Regions from separate parts of the Mus musculus genome. Here regions 2, 3, 4, 5 and 6 are each linked to region 1. A link is a contact called in public ChIA-PET, HiChIP or PLAC-seq, Micro-C and promoter capture Hi-C data. All regions are on one chromosome and are shown on one strand. The core of a region is the stretch at or near the end of the contact, and the rest is flanking DNA. Distances in the headings are between cores, read along the strand shown.

Region 1 (3,595 bases), core at 448-2,947:
CTTTTGATCCCAATATCTGGGAGGCAGAGGCAGGCAGATTTCTGAGTTCAAGGCCAGCCTGGTCTACAGAATGAGTTCCAGGACAGCCGGAGCTACACAGAGAAACCCTGTCTTGAAAAAAAGAAGAAAGATAAACTAGCTATAAAGGTATATTTACAAGCTAGATAATACAAAAATGCAAAAATTATGTTCCTCTCTTAAAGAGAGAGAACACATATTGTCCCAGCTAGTTTTACATCAACTTGTAACAAGCTACAGTGATCTGAGGGAAAGGGACCTCAATCGAAAATGTATAGCCTAAGATCCAGCTGTAAACAAGTCTGTAGGGCATTTCCTCAACTAGTGATTGCAGTGGGAAGACCCAGCCTATTGTGGGTGGAGCCACCCCGGGCTAGTGGTCCTGGTTTCTGTGAGAAAGCAGGTTAAGCAAGCCAGAGGTGGCAAGCCGGTAAAGAAAGCATCGCTTCACCATACGGCCTCTGCACAACCTCTACTTCCAAATTCCTGCCCTGCTTGAATTCTTGTCCTGACTTCTTTAGTATGAACAGCGAAGTGTAAACTAAACCAATTTCTCTCCAAGTTGCTTTGGGTCATGGTGTTTCATCACAGCAACAGTAATCCTAAGACACCTACCTTTGGGTGTAGGAAGACTTCCCAAAGGCAACTTAGAATGAATGAGCACTCAAAATGTGATTTACACGCTTATAGAGTAGCTGACATTGATTTAGGACACATATTAGGAAGAACAGAGAAGGATCCCTTGATTTTTGAAGCCACAGCATGTAGATCATGGTAGGGGTCAGGTCACTAAATTTCTGTGGAGAGTTCTAGAAAGCCAGAGACCACAGATATTTTTATTCCATCACTTCAGGAGCAGGGACAAAGATAAAGAACCGAAGGAAAAACAAAGGTGGGAGTGCCCCGCCCCCTGGCTTTGTATGTGATTCGCATCTGCAAAGCAAAATTAACTGTCCTTCTCCACAACTCAAAAATCGGGGCCCTAGCTCAAGAACTAGGCCCTGCAGCGCAGCCGCCACCATGCCAAGGGCGGCGCTTCCCTCGCTCGCAGCCGGGGCTCCTGTTACCTCCTTGCACACATCTGTGCCCATCATAAGCCAAACAATTACGCGCTCCCGCGCGCCCGCCTCGAGGTCCGGGTGGCGGCTGCGGCCTGGCCAGGACCCCCCACTCCTCCCGCTGCCAAAGCTCTGGAGCCAGCTCGGGCCGGAGGCCACCGCCGGCCACCGCTTGGCAGCTCGCACTGGTGCTCAGTGTGTCGCCCATGTGCTCGGCCGGCTCCGCAGCACAACCCTGTAGGGCTCAGCGCTGGCCAGCCCGAGGCCTGCCTTGCCAGCGGCGCCACCGAGCTCCTCGAGGCCCGAGGCCGCCAAAGGCGGGAAGACACGGCGGCGGGGAGCCAGGGTCGCAACGCTGAGGCCCCGAGGGGGCGACGCTCGGCTCCCGTCGGGCGTGGCGAGCGGCAGTGGATTCACTCACCACGGTTCGGCGGGGCAGCGCGCCGGGGGTCCGAGACAGGGCCCGGCGCAGCCTCCGCGCCCTGCCCGAGCGGGTCCCGGCCGAGCTCTCGGAGCCACTGTCGTCGGAGATCACGATAAAGTCCTCCATGGCTACGGGCCCGGCGGAGCCACGCGCGAGCGGCGAGCGGCCCCGGCGACTCCGACTCCGGTTCCAGCTGCTGAAGCGACTGCAGCGAAGGCGTCGCAGACACCGGGGTTAGTACCCCGCCGGCCCCGCCCCCTCCATTGCCCCGCCCCCACCGCGCCCCGCCTCCAGAGGACCGGTCCCGCTCGGAGCCCCGCCTATCTCGGGGGCAGCCGCGCGCCCGGGTCAGGGCAGTGTCACAGAACCCTGGAGGAGCCAGGCTCCCTTTCCCTCAGAGAAGGAGAGAGAGGGAAGAGAGGGAAAGGGAGGGATAGAACCGAGGGGCTGGGCCGCATGGTCGGCGGGCTTGAAAAACGCTGAGGTTGAGAGGTTGTCCGCCGCCGCTCTCAACCGATCACAGTGGGCAGTGCTGGTGACGAGCCCCTGGCTGCAGGTGTGAGGACTGGAGTGAGCTGATGGAGCCTCTGATAGCGCATTTAATTGACCCGGTAGTGGAGCCTGCACCTGGCAGAAGGAGCAGTGACGCCTTCGGGTTAAAGAAGCCCTGAGGGGCTGAAAAGGGTAACCTGAACCTAGGGTTTTATTGACTGGGGCTTCTGGCTGAGATAAGGGAGAGATACCCACTCTTGTGTGTGCAGGTAAATCCGTGGGATAAATTCCCAGAAGCAGGTTTATTGGATCAAATCTATGTTTTTATTGTTATTTTGACAAATGGTACCAAATTGTCTTAAGTTGTGCCGATTTGCGGTTTCACCAACAATACGTGTCGCAGGAATTTAAACTGTCAGATGTAAGAGTTTGTTGAGTTTCTAGTTGACAGAAACCACTGAAAAGGCACATACAGAGAGCTATGAGGTCCCAGAGTGCCCGTATACTCCAATGCTGTGAGCAAGCAGAAAATATAGGGATAAAATTGTATCCCCATCAGAGGGAAATATGGGTAAGTAGTGAATTCTTTGGTTGTTTTGTTGAAGGGTAGGGACATTAAATCAAAATAGGGCCCATGGCTATTTTAAAAATGTGCAATACTGACAAAACCCTGCTGCTTATGCTCAAGTAACTTCAAAAAATAGAATAATAAAATGTCTTTAACAAAAAGGGGGGAGTTCCTAGAGGCAAAGCTGTTGTGTGCTGTCTAAGCAGCGTGTGATGCAGTGTTTTCTAATCTTTAGTGAACTTCTGAATCAGCCAGAGAGTGTATAATAAAGTTTGCAGGACTACACACCAGTGTTTCTGACTGAGAAACTGAGTTTTGGGAGTGAGCCCCAAATTGGTATTTCTCTCAGGTTTCTAGGTGATATTGACATTGCTTAGAGTCTGGTGAACACACTTGAAGGTTCACTGCTCTGAGTCAGGCATCACGGTGCTTGCCTTGAATCCTAGCTCTTGAAAGGCCAAGGTCAGCCAGGGTGAGAGAAAGGGAGAGGAAGGAGGAGGAAAAGGAGGAGGGGAGAGGGAAAGGGGAGGGAAGGGAAGGAGAGAGATCACTGGCCTGTTGGGCAAATAGCTTGACCACAGGTTTCAGATGTTTTGGTCCAGTGGGTGAATTGTTATAAAGGGATACAGTAAAGTAAGTTTCCTGTAGTGCTATCAAGCATCCATCTCAACACACACACACACAACACACACACACACACACACACACACACACACACACGGAATCTAATCTAGGACTCCATACAGGCTAAGCTATACCCCTGTCTCTTTGACTGTGGTTTTTCTAATCAGTTATCTCTAGCGTCTAACTGCCTCTTGTTCCTCCACTCAGCCCTTAAATCTTTATTTTTTTTTCTTAGTCCTTTGGTTTTTTTTTTAAGCTTTTATTAGATTTTTAAATATTATTTTATACAAATGAGTGTTTTACTTGCATGTATGTTTGTGCACCACACAGATGCCTGGTGCCTTCAGAGTTCAGAAGAGGGCATTGAATCTCCTGGATTTGAAGTTATAGGTGGATGTGAGCCACGTGGGC
Region 2 (3,595 bases), core at 432-2,931, 450 kb after region 1:
GGATCCCTAAAGTTTCCACAGCTTCCTGCGCGTCCAGAGGGCCCTTTGTCCTCATCTTCCTCATTTCAGGGAATTGCAGGGTAGGAAGAGCAAGAGGAGTTGCAATTCCAGACTCACACAACCATCTTGGACTGGAAACATCCTCTAATTTGTGTTCGCTGGTCAAAAATGAAGAAGTATGGTGAAACAAAGTTCCAATTGCGTAGAGAGCGACTGCTTCAGGGATGAGAATCCCCTGAGGGTTTTACCCTGTGCTGACTCACGGCTCTAAAGCAGAGTTTCTCAATGTGTGAATTTTGACCCCTTATGTGTATGTGTGTGTGTGTGGGGGGGGGGGGGGTCACATAACAGACAGCCTGCATATCACATATTTATAGTATGATTTATAACACTAGCAAAATTACAGTTATAGAGTGCAACAAAATAATTTTTTGGTTGGGGGTTGCCACATATTGCAGCATTAGGAAAGTTGAGAGCCACCATTCTAAAGGCATGTGGTTCTTGGGGTATATGTCTGATCACCAGTCTGTGGAACTTGGTGTGTGGCAGCAAGACTGCCAGTGGGAGGACAAACCGGGAGCACAGGTGGAGGAGGACTGGTGTCAATCATTTGACTACATCCAAAACCAAGATATGATTTCTGCTGGCTAATTAGGAGAGCTATTTAGGTTGTATAGAGAAAATTCGGGCATTCAGTGTGGTGTGTGGTTCTCATGGAGACAAGACTACTACCTTTTTTTTTTTTTTTTTTTTTTTTTTTTTTAACTGGTCTCTGAAGAATTTCTGGCCACCAAGGACTGACTGAGTCCATATCTGGTCCCAACTCTTAAATAAGTATTTCATTTAATTTTTACATCAGTAAGCACAGGAGTCCAGGCAAAGTGATTTCCAAGTTCCATACTTAATCTCTTTTCACACAGATGGGAAGGCACTCTGGGGCTGCGTCTATGCACTAAACGTCTCTGAGGCCACACATTCCTGTCTCTGCTTTATCCCTGTGCTAATTGTTTAGATAGTGGGCTCCATCCTAGACACGGCTGTGCAAGCGACAGTCAGGCAGACAGGCCACCATCTTCATTAGCTACTGTGTTAACGTGGAGTAGAGCCCACAGTCTTTCTGAGCATCACTGTCCACACAGATGAAATGAAGCTGTGCAAGCCAATAAGGAAGGAGTTTTGCAAGATGTCGAACATCATGAGGTGTGTGTGTGTGTGTGTGTGTGTGTGTGTGTTTAGGGGACACAGAGGCTGCTGAGTTTATGCCAGGTCTCTGATCACTTGCACAATAAGTTGACATGTTGTTCTCACTGCTGCTCCAGCCTTGGCACACAGGGGACACAAAAGGAAAATCATGGCTTAGAGAATAAAATGCTAGCCAAAGGGACTTCTTATTCTTGTGAGTTTTTAGGGGCATTTCAAACGAGGGAGGCTAGAGCGCGGAAGACCTGCCTCTCACCGTCCAGATTCTGGCAGAAGGGGACAGGGAAAAGCATGGTCGAGGCCCTGCATCTTGGTTACACACACTGGCTGAGGCCCCTGTGATCTGAACCTGCTAGGGCGCAGGCGGGGTGTAGGAAACCAGAGGCCCCGGCAGAGGGCGCCGGGTACCTGCTGAGAGTGCGGCACCGTGTTTGGGGTGCTTGTGGGGCGCGGGTCACGGGCTGCACTCGTGAGTTGACCGCAGAAGCGCCTTGGCGGGCGGAGCGCGGAGAGCAGAGCGAGCGGCACAGGAGAGGGCGCAGGGTTGGCGGAGTCGGGGAGCGTGGTCTCCCAGATCGGTGAGCACTCTCGTCCTGGGGCTTCCCGTACCCCTGCTGCGGGGCACTCAGTGACAACTCAGCGACGTGGGCAGTGTCCAGGACTAGCAGGGCGTGGGTGTGGGTAGGGTCAGCTCTGACCCCGAGCTTTGGGTGGAACTTGGAGTTGACCCGGAGAGGCGCTGAACGAGAGTTTGGTTTACTTGATTTGAGCATCAGGATTTGTTCCTCAGGTTCTGTCTTGTGCCAGGGTCCCCCGGGGAGGGGTGGGGGGATCAGGTAGCCAGAGAGGGCACAGCGATTAGGTAGGCGTCCCACACCCCTGCTCCAGCTGTGCCTTCAGTGAACCACGTGTGGCTGTCGCCCGCCACTCTGCCTGTCAAGCTCAGCCCACCACCGGGGCCGGGAGGGGACGCGGAGGCGGGGTGGGCTGTGCCCCGCTGGAACCCAGCCGGCCGGTGCCCTCGCTCGCTCGAGCTGTTGTGCTTGCCTGGAGCTCCTGCCACTGCTGACAGGGAGCGAGCGGGTGGCTCCCCAAGGAGGCTCAGGGTCCTGCCCTAAGAACGAGGAGCCAAAGGGGTGCCCAGAGCTGGGCTTCCTCAGACAGGACAGAAGCTGTTCCAGTCCTGGAGGTTCCTCTCCCAAGGAAGCTCCGAGAACCCTCCTGGGGGCGGGGGCAGCAATCTGTAGGTGGGCAAGGTAGCAGGAGGGGCGCCGCTTCCCTGGCACCTGGCCTGGGATTCCTTTCCCAAATCCATCCCAGAGATTTTTCTGCATGAGGAGGGGGAACACTTGCTCTGCTGGAGGGACTCGTTGAGTCCAGGGGTTTTGGGAGAAGTGACTCTAAAGCAAGGTAGGTGGTCTTGATGGACTTGTCCAGGGGGTGATGGGCTGAGATTTTGTGTAGCCAAATAGGAGGTCTGCACAGAGTATTGGTGAACGACTTTGTGTTTCCCTTTGCTTTTTAGGGCATTTGGAGAGATGTGGCACCAGGGGCTTGAAGGAGAAATGCATGTATTTTAGGCTGTGTCTCAGAAGAAGAGGCAGCATCCCCGAAAAGTGACTGAGATTGACCAGGAAGAGGCCCCAGACTCTTAGAGTATGCTTAAAAGCCTATGCATTCCTTGGGGAATCTAGGGACCAGCGGATGCCAGGGAACAGCGACCTGGAGCACTGAACCCAGAAGACAGGTGGAAAGCAAGCGGCTCTTCTTCCTGGTATGGCTTGGATTGCTATGGAGATGCTCCTGATGGAACACCATTGTGCTTTTGTCCAGACAGCAACTGGGGCTGGAGAAGGGGCTGGGTGGTGAGTGATTGGGGGAAGTCTGGCTAAGCCTGGCCAAGAACGTGAGGGCTAAGCCACCGGAAGTGCTTTCCTTCTGGAAGATGGCTCCTAACACTTCTACCATGGATGAGACTGGCCTGCCAGTGGAGAGGGACTTCTCCTTTCGCATCCTCACAGCCTGTTTTCTGTCCCTGCTTATCCTGTCCACTCTCTTAGGGAATACCCTTGTCTGTGCCGCTGTCATCAGGTTTCGACACCTGCGGTCCAAGGTGACCAACTTCTTTGTCATCTCTTTAGCTGTGTCAGATCTCTTGGTGGCTGTCTTGGTCATGCCCTGGAAAGCTGTGGCTGAGATTGCTGGCTTTTGGCCCTTTGGGTCCTTTTGTAACATTTGGGTAGCCTTTGACATCATGTGCTCCACGGCATCCATCCTTAACCTCTGTGTGATCAGCGTGGACAGGTATTGGGCTATCTCCAGCCCTTTCCAGTATGAGAGGAAGATGACTCCGAAGGCAGCCTTCATCCTGATTAGCGTAGCATGGACTTTGTCT
Region 3 (3,595 bases), core at 374-2,873, 390 kb after region 1:
TGTCATGGTGGCTGGTGGGTCTTTTACTTGTTGTGATTCCCCCACCTGCGAGGTGGCCATTTCTAAAGTCATTCACAGGGCTCATGAGGGATGAAATGAAGTGTTCTCTAGGGAGGAATAAGCTGAATTTCTGCACAATGGGGCTCATTGATGGGCGAGAACTACATGAGAGAGAACACATGTTAGTAAGCTCTGCACTGTGCTGGACAGAGTGCAACTGTGTGGGCCTTAATCTGCTTCCTAGCATTGCCAGAACCACGGAACGATTTCTGGTACGTTCCTGTTACTAGAAGTTCTCAGCCAGAGATGCATCTTAAAATAGGCTCCCAGTGCTTAAAAATTCCAGTCCCCAGCCTAAGCTCTCACTGAGAGAGGTTTGGAAGGGACCGGAGGACAAGACCCCTTTAATGGACACGACCCCTTTAATTCCCTCTCAAATGAACTTGGAATGAAACTTGGGATTAAAAATGCGTGCTGTCTACATACTCAAACAGCGAGTGCTCTAATGCTCAGTCAACTTTCAGTGATGTCCCATTGCTGTCAGTCTCTGTCCTTGTCCCTCCAGATCACACCTCCCCAACCTCTGGCTCTGTTCTCAGATGGATGGAATTGGACCTGCCTCCTCCAGATTTTGCTGGGAGACTCTAAGCACGTGGAGATTCCTTTGTTTCTCACGCTAAGTTCACAGCACACTGCCTTTTCCTCTGTAGCAACCCTACTTCACGTAGGGGCTTCATTTCCCTCTCCCTCCTCCTCTTCCTCCTCATCACCTCCTTCTCCTCCTCTTCTCCATCCTCCTCTCTGTCCTCCTCCTCCTCCACCTCTCCTTCCTCCTCCCCTTCTCCTCTTCATCCTTCTCCCCTTCTCTTCTCCATCTTTCTCCTCCTCCACTCTATCCTCCTCCCTCCACCTCTCTGTCCTCCTCTCTGCCCTCCTCCTCCTCCTTCTCCTTTCCCTCCTCCTCCATTACGACCACTACCAGCTCCCACCACCAGCACCACCACCACCTTCTTTGATGTCTCCTGGCCTGTTCCACTTTCTCTGTCCTCACCCCCACAGTCCCCTTAAAGCTTCTCACCCTTCCTCACCCCACATGGCTCCTCTCTGAAAGTGGATTCCCAGCCCTTCCTTCCTCATCTGAAATTGTTATTCAGAGTCCGTACCACGGGGTTGGGCCCGTTCTTATTTCAATAGAACCGGTATTTTCCTCTCTATTTTTAGTTTTAAAAGGCTGTTCTCTCATATTACCATCTTTGTCAGAGCCACTGCTTCTGTAGTCAGCATTTTCATTATCAGAGTAGCGCACAGTCTACTAGAAAAAGGGATGAGAACAGAGCCTGGCTGGTGACTGCTGTCAGCCCTGTTGGATCTACGCTCCTGGCCCTGAAGGCAGCAGGATGGCTTTCCGGGACCACCCAAACGAAGCTCCTGGAAGCAGCGTGGGAGCTTTTCCATTTAGATGTTATTATAGAGGAAAAGGCCAAGGGATTGGGGGACACAAACAGGCCACTGGCCCAGGGTTCCCTGGGAATATTAATGTTCAGACTGCTCAGTGGAACAGATTGGCCCATATTAAAGATGAGGAGATAGGCTCTGAGAAGAGGCTCACCGAAGCAGTGGCAGCGCCAGGCTGTGAAGGAAGCCCAGGGTTGAGGCTGAAGCCGTGCCGTCTCAGGTGCTCAGAGCTCCCAGGACCGGGATTCGTGGGCTTTTTCCTAAGCTGCTGCATGCTGCTCTGATCTCTAGGTCTTGGCATAGTTTCCCTTCCTGGTGATCTCCGCGCCCATTGGGGATGGCTCAAAAGGCTTGCTGGGGGCACTCCCACTCTGTCCCCTTTCACAAAAAGTTCAATGCTCATTCTCTGAGCTCCTGGAATACCATCAGCTCTGGTGGCACAGAGGTCAAGGGCAGAGCCCTGCCCACCTTAGTCTGGGGTGTGACCATGCCTTTCTCTTACTTTCGCTGAAGACCCCCTTTTACAATGTACCCCAAAGAAATGCACATGGGGAGGATTCCATCCTGCCCACGGACTCCAACAACAGCAATAGCTACTGCTGGGGGAATTGTGTCTTTCTTCCAAGCCTTTAGGACCACCTGCTTAAGCTTGGGACTAGCCTGCAGCCTCTTGCCACCAGCAGGCAGCTCCTGGAAGCATCTAGCATCAGCCTTGAGATCTTGCAGGCAATGCTGCTCTCTGGTGTCACTTCACAGTACTGCCGTTCCTCTCTGGTCCGGAGCTGGGATTGCAAACCCTGGCGCAGGCCTGACAAGGAGATGTGAGATAGGAGTCTCTCATTGGCCTGAGGCTAGGCCAGGCTGCCTGCCAGTGAGCCCCAAGAGATCTGCTGGTCTGTGTCTCTCCAGTTCTGGGTTACAAGTGATCACCGGTTGTTGCACCCAGCTTTTTTATGCAGACACTGGGGATTGAACTTAGGTCTTCATTACTTTAGGACACTTTATCTCTTCAACCTCAGATTTACAGAGGTCTCTGCTTCCTGAGTGCTAAGAACAAAAGTAAGTACTATTGTGCTCTACTGTAGAATTATTTTTCAATAGCAATGAACATGTCCTGAGTTCGAGAAACAGAAAAGAGGGGAAAAAGTAAACCTCAGGCCAGCGTCGGTCTTAGTGCCCAGTGGCAGCCTTTCTTCTCTGCTTAGTGCACACTGTGACAGTCAACTGAAATGTACCAATATGTCTATTTTGCAAGACTTTAAAAAATACTAAAGGACTTGCGTTCTAATGTCTTTGATTACTCCTATAACAGTGCATGCCTATTATCTTTTGCTAGGAAATATCTCGCCATCCTCTGGGAACGTCCTCCAACCTCTCTGCCACCCCAGTCCCTTACCTGCTTCCCCAACATACTCAGTTCACACGGCTCGCATGGGAGAAGCCAGAGAGCATATTTCCATGGGATTGATTTGTAGAACTAAAGTGGTTAACAAGGAGGCATGAAAGTTTTATAAAATGTCATCAGATACTGTCAGACTTGTACTCTGCAATTGGGCATTCTCACTTTCTAGTTGGGCCGCAGACAAAACGCCGTGAAACTCCAGGTCAGAGTATTGAGCGTGCACCATGCCATGTTATGCTATGCTATGTTAACCCTCATTACCACGCAGGGAAGGAAGCCAGGCTACATGCTATGTGAATCCTCGTTACCACCCAGGGAAGGAAGTGCTGTCTTCACATTACAGCTGTAGGAACTGTGGTTTAAAGAGCTTTACCTGCCTTACTTTAAGAAACAGAGTTGAATCCAAGTCAGGAGAGTCCAGCCACAGCCAGCGTTTCTCAAGTCTGTGTCTTTCAGCACCACTCAGGGTGTATGTGAAAGCTGGCTAGGTCTCTCTCTAGTTTCTGATTCAAGAAGTATAGAGTGGACATGAGAACAGCAGTTCTCAGTCTCCAGTGATGTAACACTGTTCCAGGAACAACCATTGATCCTATTCTGGGACACGGCAATGCTAAGCTTCGACTTTGACTGGATGTGATTTCAGACTCTGTGTTATTATCAAGTATGTGCATCTGTCTAAACAGACCCTTTCATAGTCTTTTGAGTGTTTCAGGTAAGGTCTGTGGTTCTCTCTCTCTC
Region 4 (3,595 bases), core at 588-3,087, 310 kb after region 1:
AGGAGTGTTTGCCAGATTGAATCTGTCACCAGATTTTTGTCTTCTGTCTTGTCCCTCCTATTCAGATGTCACTGTCACTTGGATGACACGGACTGAGTCAACCCAGTTAGTACAAGTTAGCCATTAGTCCAGGACAGAGGGAATGGGCATGCCTCAGAACCCAGGGGAGCTGTCCAGGCTGAGACTCAGCGGGGAGGGGGGTAATCGGGACAGGGTGACACAGGGCGGAGTCAGCTGCAGAGGCGAAGCAGTTCAGTATTGCTTTCTGTGGGACACTGAGCAGTGGCCTTCCTTCCTTCCTGAGCTTTAGAGGCAATGCTTGGTGAGGGTACCAGCTCTCACTGACAACCATCAGTCACCTCCAGGAAGTGTGCAGCTATTCTTCCGGTGTGGGACAAGGAGGGAACTATAGCCAAGTCTACACTGGGAGCTGTGCATTTCATGCTCTTATTTAATGGCTGGGACTAGAATGATACAAAGCAGTATCACCCCTGCAGCTGGGAGGATGGGAGGCCAAACTCCACAGCAGGGACTACGGGAAATCACTGTGGAGAACCTCGGTTTCTCCGTCTGCAATAGGGGGTTAACAATACCGGTCCCCAGAAGTACTGTGATGACAACTTTAGTCTGAATTATTATACACCTAATGTGCCTGGTGCCAGGCCTGCCCACAAATGATATCTTTACTCTTTCCGGTTTTCCCCAAACCCAGCTCAGAGATCAGTCCCATAGTCCTGGATAACCTTTGGGGAAAGCAAACATGTTTATAGAAATTCATAACTCTCTCTTATAATTAAGAAAGCAGAAGCTTGGCCAAGACTTATCTGGGAGATGTCTCTTAAAAAAGCCACCTTGACATGTGTCTGAGGGGAGGGGTGGGGCTCCTAAGACTTGAACCTCTCCATTCTCTGGGCCCTGTTCTATGCCTCATGCTTAGCTACATATATGACCTCCAGACAAACAGTGCCAAGGCTCAGTAGACGCCAAAGTTAGTGTATGACAGTGACCAGTGGGAACACCTCTGCTCAAGGGTGCTTTACTGCCCTGTGAATGTCAGAGGGGGAAACTGAGGCTTTCAGGCTCAAGGTCACTGGGTTTCTCAAACCAGAGTCAAGGCCACTTCTGAACTTCCACTACCAGTGAACAGCTATCAGATGTCCCTGGTGTCTCGGACAGCTACCAGAACAGCTACCAGAGTCCCTCCCAGTCTAGCGCAGGGAACTCCTCGCTTCCCAGCAGCCCAGGAATGGGGCAGCAGCCCAGGAGGACTTAGGCAAGGCGACCTGTTCTTGAGAAACTAGACAGCCTCCTTCCTGTCAGCCCCTGACGCTTCACTGGTGCTGGGGAGTCAAAAGTCTCTCCAAGCTCCCACACATATATCAGGAGACTCACGCCACCGCCCAGAGGGCACAAAGCAAGCCTTTAAGCGCAAGAAGATTTTCAAATTCACCTTAGAGGGCACGGGGGTGTGAGGCTACCCTGGCATCCCTCACATCCGCGGGATGAGGCAGCAAGCCTAGCTCATAACACCCCTTTGGGGGTGGGTATGACCCTTGAGGGTGACAGGGAGGAAATCTAGGTAGAGGCATCAGCCCAAGGTCAGGTGCTTCCTGTGTGCAGCGCAGCCTGAGGTCGATCTGGGGACGGGGGTCGGCAGGAATCTGAAGCAGGCAGCCAAAGTGGCCACGCCACAGCCTGGTCTCCGCGCAACCCCACCCGCGTCCCCATCCCGAGGCGACGTCTGCCAGGAGGCGTCGGTCACCTTACCTTACCTGGTGCTGCTGCTGTGCGCCACCGGCTGTACCGGGTCGCTTAGGACTGCGCGCTTGCACTGGCTGGGGCAAGGATGGAGCTGGCGGCGTGCGCCTAGCACCCACTTCCTCGTCCCCGCCCCCAACTCGCTCCTCCTCGTTCTGAAAGCCGCTCCTTTCCTCAGCGTTTTCTCCCATATTCATCCTCCCCTCTTCCTTTCTCCCCCCTCTCCCTTTCCCCCCTCTTCCCCTTCTTCCTTCTGTCTCCCCCTTTCTTGCTCTCTCTTCCTCCCTCTCTTCCCCCTTCCCAACCCCCCTTTTCTTCTTTGGACGCTTTCACCCCTCCCTCTTCTTTCCTCCCTTTCACATGGTCATCTGTCACGTCCCCCCCCTCCCGCCACCACCCCCACCACCACCCCGCCACCCCCACCCCCACCCCGCCACCCCTCCTACATATTCTGGCTACTTATTCTGGGCAGCTCCCTGGCCTGAGACTCTGCCCACCTGTGTGCACATTGATGGTGTGAGGGGAGATGCTCAGTCTTGGCTCACTCTGGTTTGAGAACGCTAGGCCAGAAATCTGATGAGCCCTTCACCTGAGTTCCTCCAGGACCTGACCACTCCGAGAATGGCCAGTTGCGAGAGAAGAACCAGCTTTTCTGAGAAAATCCTGGAAGATCTTGGGAATCTGGAAAGCCAGATTTGGGTAGATCTCAGTCAGCCCAGGGGTTCTGGTGGAAAGAAATGGGAGGGGGTTGGGGCTTTGGAAGCAGGACAAATAAAAACTGTCCAGGTAGACTGTTCCACCTCCTAGATGCTGAGCCAGTGCAACCTGAGGCGGAGTGTCTGGCAGGAGGTAGTGTCTCAAATCAGTGCAGACCCAAGCCTCTTACTTTTCTTTGACAAACTCCCTCCACGTAGCAGATTCCCCTCAAGTACCCAGGGGCAGCTCATCTGGCCACCTGCCTCCCTAGCTAGGCTGCTACTCCAGTGCCTAGCACAGCACTGTGGTCATTCTGCCTGTCCCTATCTTCTCTCCTGAAGTTCTTGTGGCAAGCACTAGATAAGTGTCTCTATTTGTGAGCCAGTTTCCTCCTCTGTGACCCTAAGGGTCATGCTCACCTCACGGAGGCTTGGATAACAACAGATAAAGCCTTGGGCCAAGGCAGTGAAAGGGATACAGGGTGAGCTTTGTGCACACTCTGCTCACTAGGGATGCATTCGCCATGTTCCCTTGTGCCAAACCAGTCTGTTTCCAAGGTAGACTTTTGAGCTCTTCTCTTGCCATTCACAAAGCATCTTAGGTCATCTCTAAAACGTGCAAGTTGGTCACATGTCTCTGCTCCTGGGCGTCCAACCCTCCCACACTTTCTGCTTTAGTCACACACAGAACCAGGCTCCTCCTGTCCCCAGTAATCTGTAAAATGCCTCTCTACAACAAGTGTAGTCATTGTCCACTTAGTGCCTCTCATGGCAAGAGCATGATGGCCCCCAGCTTGCAGAGCTACTAATGTGTTGGTGGAAATGACTTTGGTGAGAACCTGCCCCATCTCTTTTTCATCTACCATGGGATGCCATTAGGGGAATGTTCTGGAAGAGGCTAGTCCATTACCTGAGTCCCCAGGGAACAAGCAATATTAGCGAGGGTTTAGCTTGCTGAAGGCCCTTACAATTTCTGAAGTCATCCACCTTCCTTTAAAAAAAAAAACTGAGTTTTTATTTTTGTGTATAGGAATGTCTTACTTGCATGTATAGTCTTCACATTGTGTGTGTGTCTGGTGTCCATGGAGACCAGAAGAGGGTAATTGGATAGCCTGGAACTGGAGTTACAGACGGTGGTAAGC
Region 5 (3,595 bases), core at 677-3,176, 290 kb after region 1:
TCTGCAGGAATGGGAACGTTCCCACTCAGAGGTACCAATAGGGTAGGTGCCCGAGCATCTTATCTCTGCAGAGATTATTGGAGCAAGTGAGTAAAGGAATAAGATCCCAAGGGCCCAGCCTTTCGGCTTGCTCTGCACTACAGATGGATCAAAGCCTTCCAATGCCTCTGCTTCCCCTTCTGGTATCTAAAGGACTGAGTCTGAGGTGTCTGTCAAAAGCAGAGCCATGTTCAAATCCAGGTGTTTGTTGGACAGAGGCCAGGCTTGGAAGACAGACAGGTGTGGACTGGACTCTTAGTTCTGTCATGTCTGAAAAGGTGGTGGCCCAATGCCAATTGGTTTGTCTCTGGGTAGCCTGCTGGTTCAGGGCTACCCTGTGAGAAGCTCTGCTGTTTGCCCAGGGCTATGTGTTGAGAGCACTGGTGTCTAACAAGGGTTTGGTAGACATTTGGTAAGAAGCTCACATCTAGTGATGGAATTGGGGTGGGATGGGTGAGGTGTCCCCCACAATGGGGCTGAGGAGGGGCAGACAGAGCCTCAAGCTAGAAAGATAGGGCTAGTTAGTTTTGTTAACTCTCCCGAGAACCCTACATTGTCTGGCTGTGCCCTGCCCCTCTCCACTCAGGGGAGTCTGGGTCGGCTGCCTTCAAGATTCTTGGTAGGGTTAAAGGCTTTGGGTAAGTTCTGCTCTTGCCTTCAGACAGAGCAGAGAAGACATGCTGTCAGTCAGCAGGGAAGCTGGGAGCTGACCTTACTGAGGGATGAGAAAGCTCACAGTGCCCAGGATGCTCAGAGAGAAAACCTGGCTGTTCTTAGTCTCCTGCAATTCTAAAGAAGTATGTGGGCTCTCTGATCCCTCTTCTCTGCTGAGCCCACCTGCTCACTGTTCTCAGAGGATCAAGACAGACCACAGTTGAGCTCTCCGGGATCCGAGCTCTGGGTCTACTCTGCAGCAAGCACCACCTCTTGGCTGACCATGGCTTTCCCCAGCCTGTACCAAGGGCGACCCTGAGGACTAGAAGAAAATGTGGACCTTCAGACTCACCAGGTACCAGTACCCAGAGACTCCTTAGTAATGGAGCCTCTGGGAATGTCCAACCATGCAGTACTTAGGGAAATTTACTGGACTCTTTGGGTCTAGGTTGCCTGTCTATGAAGTGGAGGTTAGGAGTTAGAGAGCTGCTTCTTGGAGAAAACAGATTCCCAACATCTGTGTCAGGTTCTCACACCTGTCTATCACTTTAGTTCTTGGGAATCTGATGCCCGCTCTTGGCCTCTGCAGATAGCAAATGGAAGGAGTCAGGTGGAACTTAGTCATCTCTGCCAAGTGTGTAATAGGCTGCTAAGAAACTTGAAGGAATGGTTGATACCAAGTAACACACAGGATGAACCAAACAGGACTTGTTTTCTTCTTCTCCTGTCTAGTCTGTAACCCTTGCGTCTTTATTCTTCCTCCACGGTGAACTCAATCAACTTTGTGAAAGAAGTGGGGTGATGTGATTGAGGGGAGTATTTTATCCGTCAGGATGGGACAAGGAAGCCTCCAGGTGCGGGACACCCTGTGTGGCCTTGGAGGACGGACTTGATAGTGAGGGATGGGGGTGGGGGTTGGGGAAGGTCCAGAGGCTAGAATGATACAATTTGTGACACTGTAGCAAGAGTTCAGGAACAATAAGGTTTTCTCCAGAGGGAAGGAGGAGAGGAGCAGGTGTGCAGCCTATAGGAGGACCTGCCTATGGAAGGGCGTGGCAATGGCAGTTCTAAGCGCAGCTGTTCCTCAGAACTCAGAGCCTACCATCAGGGCTTGCAAATGAATGGATAATGAAAGGAATGACTGGGTAGGCGCCATTGACTAGCACTGTAGGGGGCTAAGGCGTGGTTTATGGGAAGAGAAAGAGAAACCACCTTCATTGAGCAACTCCTCTGTTAGGCGCTTGACCCTCTTAATGCCTCAAGCAGGCGCTGGCTCTGCACACATCTAGCTTCCTCACTGCCTCCCGAGACAGGGCCTTGGGTCCTTGCAACACCCTGCAGTGACTTTGTCCTTCAGTGAGTTTATTGAAATCTCATCTTGATTCTGTTTCTCTTCCTAGCCTGGACACTTCCCATGCTCCCACTCTTACTGCACTCTTCTTACCCAGTGTTCTACAGGTTTTGTTTGTTTTGTTGTTGTTAAGTAGCCTACAAGATTTTGCTTTTCTCTCTTCCCCAACCCATGGATCAACGCAATTCCCTTCTTAAATATCTACAGGCTCACTTCGCTAGCTCACATCAAAGAGGTCACAATAGCCTTCTCTCCACAACCCAGATCTGCTAACCACGTCCTCCTTTCTGAAACCCAGCTATATGAAGTCCACTTGTCCCTAGTCCTTGTGTCTGTCCCTCCCTAAATTCTACACACAAGGCCCACATTTGCGGTTCTACTGAGGCCACACCTTCCAACCTCTGCCATTCTCATCCCCTACTGACTGGAACACTCCCCAAGGAAGAAGCGATTTGCATATGACTTTTGCATGCTCCGCCCCCCCCCCCCCCCACCAGGGTATAACTGATCACTCACAATTCCTGAGTTGCAGAGTTGGGCCTTACTTAGGCTACCTGATGGAAAGGCAGTTATGTTAGAAAGAAGGGCCTCAGAGCTCTGGAGTGAGTAACATTCTGTCAAGCTCCGTGGATCTTGGTAAGATCTCTGTTACCTTTAACGTGGCCTTTTAAAAAGGAAGGTAAATGGTCTACCTAAGAGGATGAGAGATGATTTCTGTAAAATGCTCACGAACCGGTCTCAGCATCATCTACACAGAGGGTGGGGTGTCTCCCAGCACTTCCAACCCACACCACTTACCTGACTGGGCTTCCCTGGGGGTGTGTGAGTTCTGTCCCACTCCACACCTGAAGCTTCAGGGGCTTCTCCTCCTGCCATCTACCTTCTCGGCTTTGGCTCCTGGACAGCAGAGAGTTGTTCAACCTCAGGGAAGTTTTGTGAGAGTTGTGGCTTGCAAGCTTGCAGTGGAAGAGCTGTTGGTACGCCATGCGGAAGTCTCTGTTGAGGGTGGCGTACAGGATGGGGTTCAGGGCTGAATTGGCATAACCCAACCATAGGACGATACCCTCGACCACCTCGTTCACAGCGTCATCCCCTCTCAGTCCACGGTAAACGAAGGCAGTGAAGTAAGGAAACCAGCAGACGATGAATGCTCCCATGACGGCAGCCAGGGTCACGGTGGCTTTGTGTTCTCTGATGGTGGCTGCCTTCCAGGAGCTGATGTGGTTGATCCTCTTGGCTTGCTCCCTGGCGATCTTAAAGATTCTGTAGTAGGTGACACACATGATGAGAAGAGGCAGGTAGAAGGTGACCATCCCATCCACCAGTCCATATACCTCGTTGACCTGCACTTTGCACTTGAAGGTGTCATTGCCCCCTCTGGTCCCATTTCTGCTGTTCCATCCTAGGTGAATAGAGAGGAAGGAGAGGGTGATGGAAATGACCCAAATAAAGACCAAAGAGATGGCAACGCGAACAGGGGTGACCAACACGGGGTACCGCAGTGGGTCCGTGACAGCGCAGTAGCGGTCCAAGCTGATCATGAAGAGGTTG
Region 6 (3,595 bases), core at 811-3,310, 290 kb before region 1:
TGGGGTAAGCCCCCAGAGCCAGCACAGAGAAGCCATTTTCAGGGAGGATACAGTAGGGGACAGAACCCAGCACCAGGGAAGGAAAGGGTGGGTGGGGGTGGGGTACTAGTAGTCTCTCTCTCTACTCTCTACTCTCTCTGATGGTGTGCCTTCCTCAAATGAGCTGCTAGGGGTCAGAGATAAGAGGGTGGCTTGCCTTGACCATCAGGGCTCTCCAAGCAAGGAACTGAGGCTAGACAATGAGAAAGATTAAGGTGCCATCGGGAGAACAGGCTGCCCAGACGACACCTAGGTGGTGTCCAGATGGCATACGTAGAGCTGGACAGAGAGGCACAGACCTATAATCCCACATTTGGGAGATGGGACATCAGGAACCCAAGGTCCCAGATTCCTTCCCATCTCCAGATGCTCTGTCACCTTTTCATACACCTACAGCCAACGAGAACTGATCCAACTCTGCTTTAAAACCCTGCCTGCCCCCATGCCACCCAAGCATAGGACCTTAATGTTCTGTCCATCTTTACTCCCCTGCCCAGGCGCCCCACCCTTGCCCAGGAACAAAGCTGGGACTTTCATCCCCCTACCCCCAGAGTTACTTAGCCTCTCTTCCTTCCCTCCACCCACTGATAATCATGTTTCTCGAGACAAATAATTTAAGCTCTTACCGTCTATTCATTCAGTCCCCTATCTGTAAACTACAGATAATAATAAGGCAGTCGGGAGAATGTGCCTCATCAGAATTCATGTGTTACTAAGCTGGGTGTGATGGCTCACACCTGTAATCCCAGCACCCAAGAAACTCAGACAGGAAAACTGCAGCAAATTGCAAGCCAGAATGGGCTAGAGTGAGACCCTGTCTCAACAACAAAAAACTCTCGTTTAATCTAACAACCCAGAAGGATAAACTCCAATACTGGCTCCTCCAAGGCTGGAAAGCTAAAGCCCAGAGAGCAAAGAGGCTCGCCCAAAAGCCTCTGGACAAGGCCTGCTACACTCAGGCCCTTTGACTTCCAGGCCAGCGCTCCCTGTAGCTGCCCACACCCTACAGAACAGAAGACTGCTGACATCCAAGGACACCCACCACAGGGCAAACCCGACGGCTCGTGGGTGGAGAACAGAGCCGCTGAATCCTGCTGAATGCAAGTGGGAAAGGCCTGGCATAAAGGACAGCAAGCACAGCCCGGCTTTGGCGATAGGATGGGGGAGGGAGAAGAGAAAGATGACTTGGCAGGACCAGGACACAGATGCCACACAGAAGGAAGCCTCTGTTTGTTTGGTCAGCTATGGAATGCTGAATTCTGTTCCCAAGGGACAGTTCCCTGTTCTCAACTGGAGCTCCTCTCCCTGCAGAGGCAGAGGCCTTGGCTTTCCTCTCTCCTAACCTCCTGGCTCACAAGCTTCTGAGCGTCTGTAGGGTAGACTCGGGGCTAGGACCCAGCCTCGCGAACCTCACCGCACCATGCTGGGAGCTGGAGTGGCCGGGAGGCGGGGCGGGGCTGGTCCGCAACTACCGCGCCCCTGCAGTCTTCCGGCAAACGCCGCCCCCTTTTTCGCCCAAACTTGGGGCTGCAAAGAGAGACTCCCAGCACCTCCTGCTGGGACTGGGTCCCGCCCCCCAGCTATCCCAGTAGCTCCCCAGAATAGTTGGGGACGGGGCATCGGGGTGGAGGGGGTGGGGGACAGTCCCTGGTCGCAAGCTCCTGAGACGGGATCTCCCTCACCAGCAACTGAGACTCCCTAACCCCTATCCTCAGCGCAGAGCGAGAAGCGGACTCGCGCTCACCCAGAAGACAATGTTGAAGCCAAACAGGAAGTATTTCCCGCAGCAGCCGACCTCAGGGTCCTGGAATTGCTGGTGCTTGCCGGGCATGGTGAGCGGCCACCTGCCGTCCCGGGAACCCGAGCCGGTGACCGGCCCAGCCCTCTGCGGGCCGCCCAGGCCTGGAGCAGCCCCGGGCCTAGCCCGGTGGCTGCGGCTTCATGGTCAAAGCCACACAGCTCACCGGCTGCCCCGCCCGCTGTGGCACCGCCCACGGCGCTCGGACAGCCACACCCGGAGTGCGGTGCCCTCATCCGACCCCGCCCTCCAACAGCGCTCCGGCCCCGCCCACAGTGTCAGTCCACACCCCGCCCCAGCAAGGCTCGGTCTTCTTGGAGCCCCGCCCACGACCCCGTCCCAGTCAAGTTCAGTCCTCACGGGCCCCGCCCATAACCACGACTCCGCCCCCAGCCGGGCTTAATCCTCTCAGGCTCCGCCCATGCCTAGCCGCTGTCCTCCCGCAGTCCCGCCTACGCCCCGCCCAAGGCTCTGCCCTAGCTAACTTCTGTTCTCGAGCTCCGCCTCTAAACCGGGTCCCGCCTCTGATGAGCCCCAAACCCCGCCTCCAACCGGCCTCAGTCCTCCTGGAGCTCCGCCCTACTCAGCCTCAGTTCTGAGCCACAGTCGGCCTTCTTGGAGCCACGCCCAAGACATCCGTCTTTTTTTTTTTTTTATGGTCCACAGGTCTCACTTCTCCCCAAGACCCTGCCTCTGGGCCAGGCTTTGGCTACACCCCAGTCACACTCAACCCCTTGCAACCCCCACCTCTGAAGAGTCCCCGTCTCCTCTCTAAGTCCGTCCTCCAGTTAGCTTCTCTCAAGTTCCCCAAGTCCTCCAGAGGCCCCAGATGAGCCAACTGGCAAAGCTGGTGAGCCAAGTGTGAATAATTACAGTGGATCTCCAGTCTAAGATTCAAGAACCAGAGGAGTCCACTCCCCAGGGATAAGTGGTTGGGAATAGTGGGACCAATGAACAGTGCCATGCATTCACACACAGTGTAGTTGAATACAAACAGGCTGGCGTGCCATGCCACGCCTGTTCTGTTTTGCCTATTCCTATGGTCGCCCTGTCCCATACCTACTTGACTGCCTTGATACCTGGGATTCACCAGAGTCCTTCTGATGCAAAACAGGACAGAGCAGATGCAGGTTTAGGTACGTCTGATCTTAAATATTTAGATTCCAAGTTTGTTCCAGAAGTGTTTATTTAGATACAGAAAGGGCCTTAAGCATCATCAGCATCAAGTGAATCCCTCCTAACAAGACCACGGTGAAGCCTAACTACCACTGTAATCTCTTCACTCATGAAGGTTTATCCATCCATCATTTCAGCAGGAGGAGACACACAGAATCCATAGGACTGTCTTCAGATGGGAAGGCTGTGCAGGGCATTCCCAGTTCCCAGTCCTACCTGTCTTTACACAAATTCCTCTCTAACCTAGTCCATACTTGAAGGGGGGGGGGAGGAGAGAGGGAGGGAGGGAGAGAGGGAGGGAGGGAGAGAGGGAGGGAGGGAGAGAGGGAGGGAGGGAGGGAGGGAGGCAGGGAGACAGGGAGGGAGGGAGGGAGAGAGGGAGGGAGAGAGGGAGGGAGAGAAGGAAGGAAAGAGGGAGGGAGGGAAAGAGGGAGGGAGGGAAAGAGGGAGGGAGGGAGAACCCAATCACAACTGGTCCAGGGAAGGAACAGGTGTTAGGATGGGTACCCAAGCTACAGATCTGATGAGGGTAACCCCATAATCAGCCTTTAAGCTCACAGAGAACTGAACTCCTAACCCTTA

The links. Promoter capture Hi-C pulls out the DNA fragments that hold promoters and counts their contacts. Hi-C and Micro-C count contacts between places; a contact is called where the count stands out from the background. ChIA-PET counts read pairs in DNA pulled down with a chosen protein or histone mark. HiChIP or PLAC-seq counts read pairs in DNA pulled down with a chosen protein or histone mark.
Region 2: an H3K27ac HiChIP or PLAC-seq map of large pre-B cells shows a contact between it and region 1, with 5 times the contacts expected there. The contact joins the promoter of Drd1 here to the promoter of Simc1 in region 1. A contact is called at or near these places in 6 of 39 promoter capture datasets (the C10 cell line, the HPC-7 cell line, cranial neural crest and 3 more) and 1 of 115 datasets of contacts at active chromatin or transcription factors (large pre-B cells).
Region 3: a promoter capture Hi-C map of the C10 cell line shows a contact between it and region 1. The contact joins the enhancer-like site here to the promoter of Simc1 in region 1. A contact is called at or near these places in 4 of 39 promoter capture datasets (the C10 cell line, cranial neural crest, pre-B cells and 1 more), 5 of 115 datasets of contacts at active chromatin or transcription factors (embryonic basal ganglia, embryonic forebrain, embryonic hindbrain and 2 more) and 2 of 9 other capture datasets (embryonic stem cells and liver).
Region 4: an RNA polymerase II ChIA-PET map of effector CD8 T cells shows a contact between it and region 1, with 6 read pairs. The contact joins the promoter of Hrh2 here to the promoter of Simc1 in region 1. A contact is called at or near these places in 1 of 39 promoter capture datasets (the C10 cell line), 2 of 115 datasets of contacts at active chromatin or transcription factors (effector CD8 T cells and memory CD8 T cells) and 1 of 9 other capture datasets (liver).
Region 5: a contact with region 1 is called in a Micro-C map of embryonic stem cells, with 2.2 times the contacts expected there. The contact joins the enhancer-like site here to the promoter of Simc1 in region 1. A contact is called at or near these places in 2 of 39 promoter capture datasets (the C10 cell line and pre-B cells), 1 of 484 Hi-C or Micro-C datasets (embryonic stem cells), 6 of 115 datasets of contacts at active chromatin or transcription factors (effector CD8 T cells, embryonic forebrain, large pre-B cells and 3 more) and 1 of 9 other capture datasets (adipose tissue).
Region 6: a contact with region 1 is called in a Micro-C map of embryonic stem cells, with 3 times the contacts expected there. The contact joins the promoter of Tspan17 here to the promoter of Simc1 in region 1. A contact is called at or near these places in 1 of 39 promoter capture datasets (maxillary cranial neural crest), 1 of 484 Hi-C or Micro-C datasets (embryonic stem cells), 1 of 115 datasets of contacts at active chromatin or transcription factors (memory CD8 T cells) and 3 of 9 other capture datasets (adipose tissue, liver and pancreatic islet).

What each region holds. Positions count from the first base shown.
Region 1 is chr13:54,501,907-54,505,501 of GRCm38.p6, reverse strand. It overlaps Simc1 (SUMO-interacting motifs containing 1), which reads right to left and starts at 1,697. Exons shown (of 10, transcript NM_176987.4): 1 at 1,498-1,697. The coding sequence starts at 1,626. It overlaps LOC115486438 (a long non-coding RNA gene), which reads left to right and starts at 1,188. Exons shown (of 3, transcript NR_168901.1): 1 at 1,188-1,733.
Region 2 is chr13:54,053,744-54,057,338 of GRCm38.p6, reverse strand. Drd1 (dopamine receptor D1) reads left to right here and starts at 1,681. Exons shown (of 2, transcript NM_010076.3): 1 at 1,681-1,778; 2 at 2,726-3,595. The coding sequence starts at 3,146.
Region 3 is chr13:54,112,594-54,116,188 of GRCm38.p6, reverse strand. No RefSeq gene overlaps it. Among named protein-coding and RNA genes, the nearest start is that of Gm52069, 24 kb to the right of the region's middle. Within about 2 kb of position 1,623, at least 19 of the 459 cell types and tissues checked have an H3K27ac peak or open chromatin away from gene starts, as enhancers often do.
Region 4 is chr13:54,190,371-54,193,965 of GRCm38.p6, reverse strand. Hrh2 (histamine receptor H2) reads right to left here and starts at 1,837. Exons shown (of 3, transcript NM_001010973.2): 1 at 1,773-1,837.
Region 5 is chr13:54,214,327-54,217,921 of GRCm38.p6, reverse strand. It overlaps Hrh2 (histamine receptor H2), which reads right to left. Exons shown (of 3, transcript NM_001010973.2): 2 at 2,843-3,595. Among named protein-coding and RNA genes, the nearest start is that of Gm16578, 6.9 kb to the left of the region's middle. Within about 2 kb of position 1,926, at least 31 of the 459 cell types and tissues checked have an H3K27ac peak or open chromatin away from gene starts, as enhancers often do. A contact at or near this core is called in embryonic stem cells, where this site is marked.
Region 6 is chr13:54,787,870-54,791,464 of GRCm38.p6, reverse strand. Tspan17 (tetraspanin 17) reads right to left here and starts at 2,060. Exons shown (of 8, transcript NM_028841.3): 1 at 1,784-2,060. The coding sequence starts at 1,870. It overlaps Eif4e1b (eukaryotic translation initiation factor 4E family member 1B), which reads right to left. Exons shown (of 7, transcript NM_001033269.3): 7 at 3,006-3,595.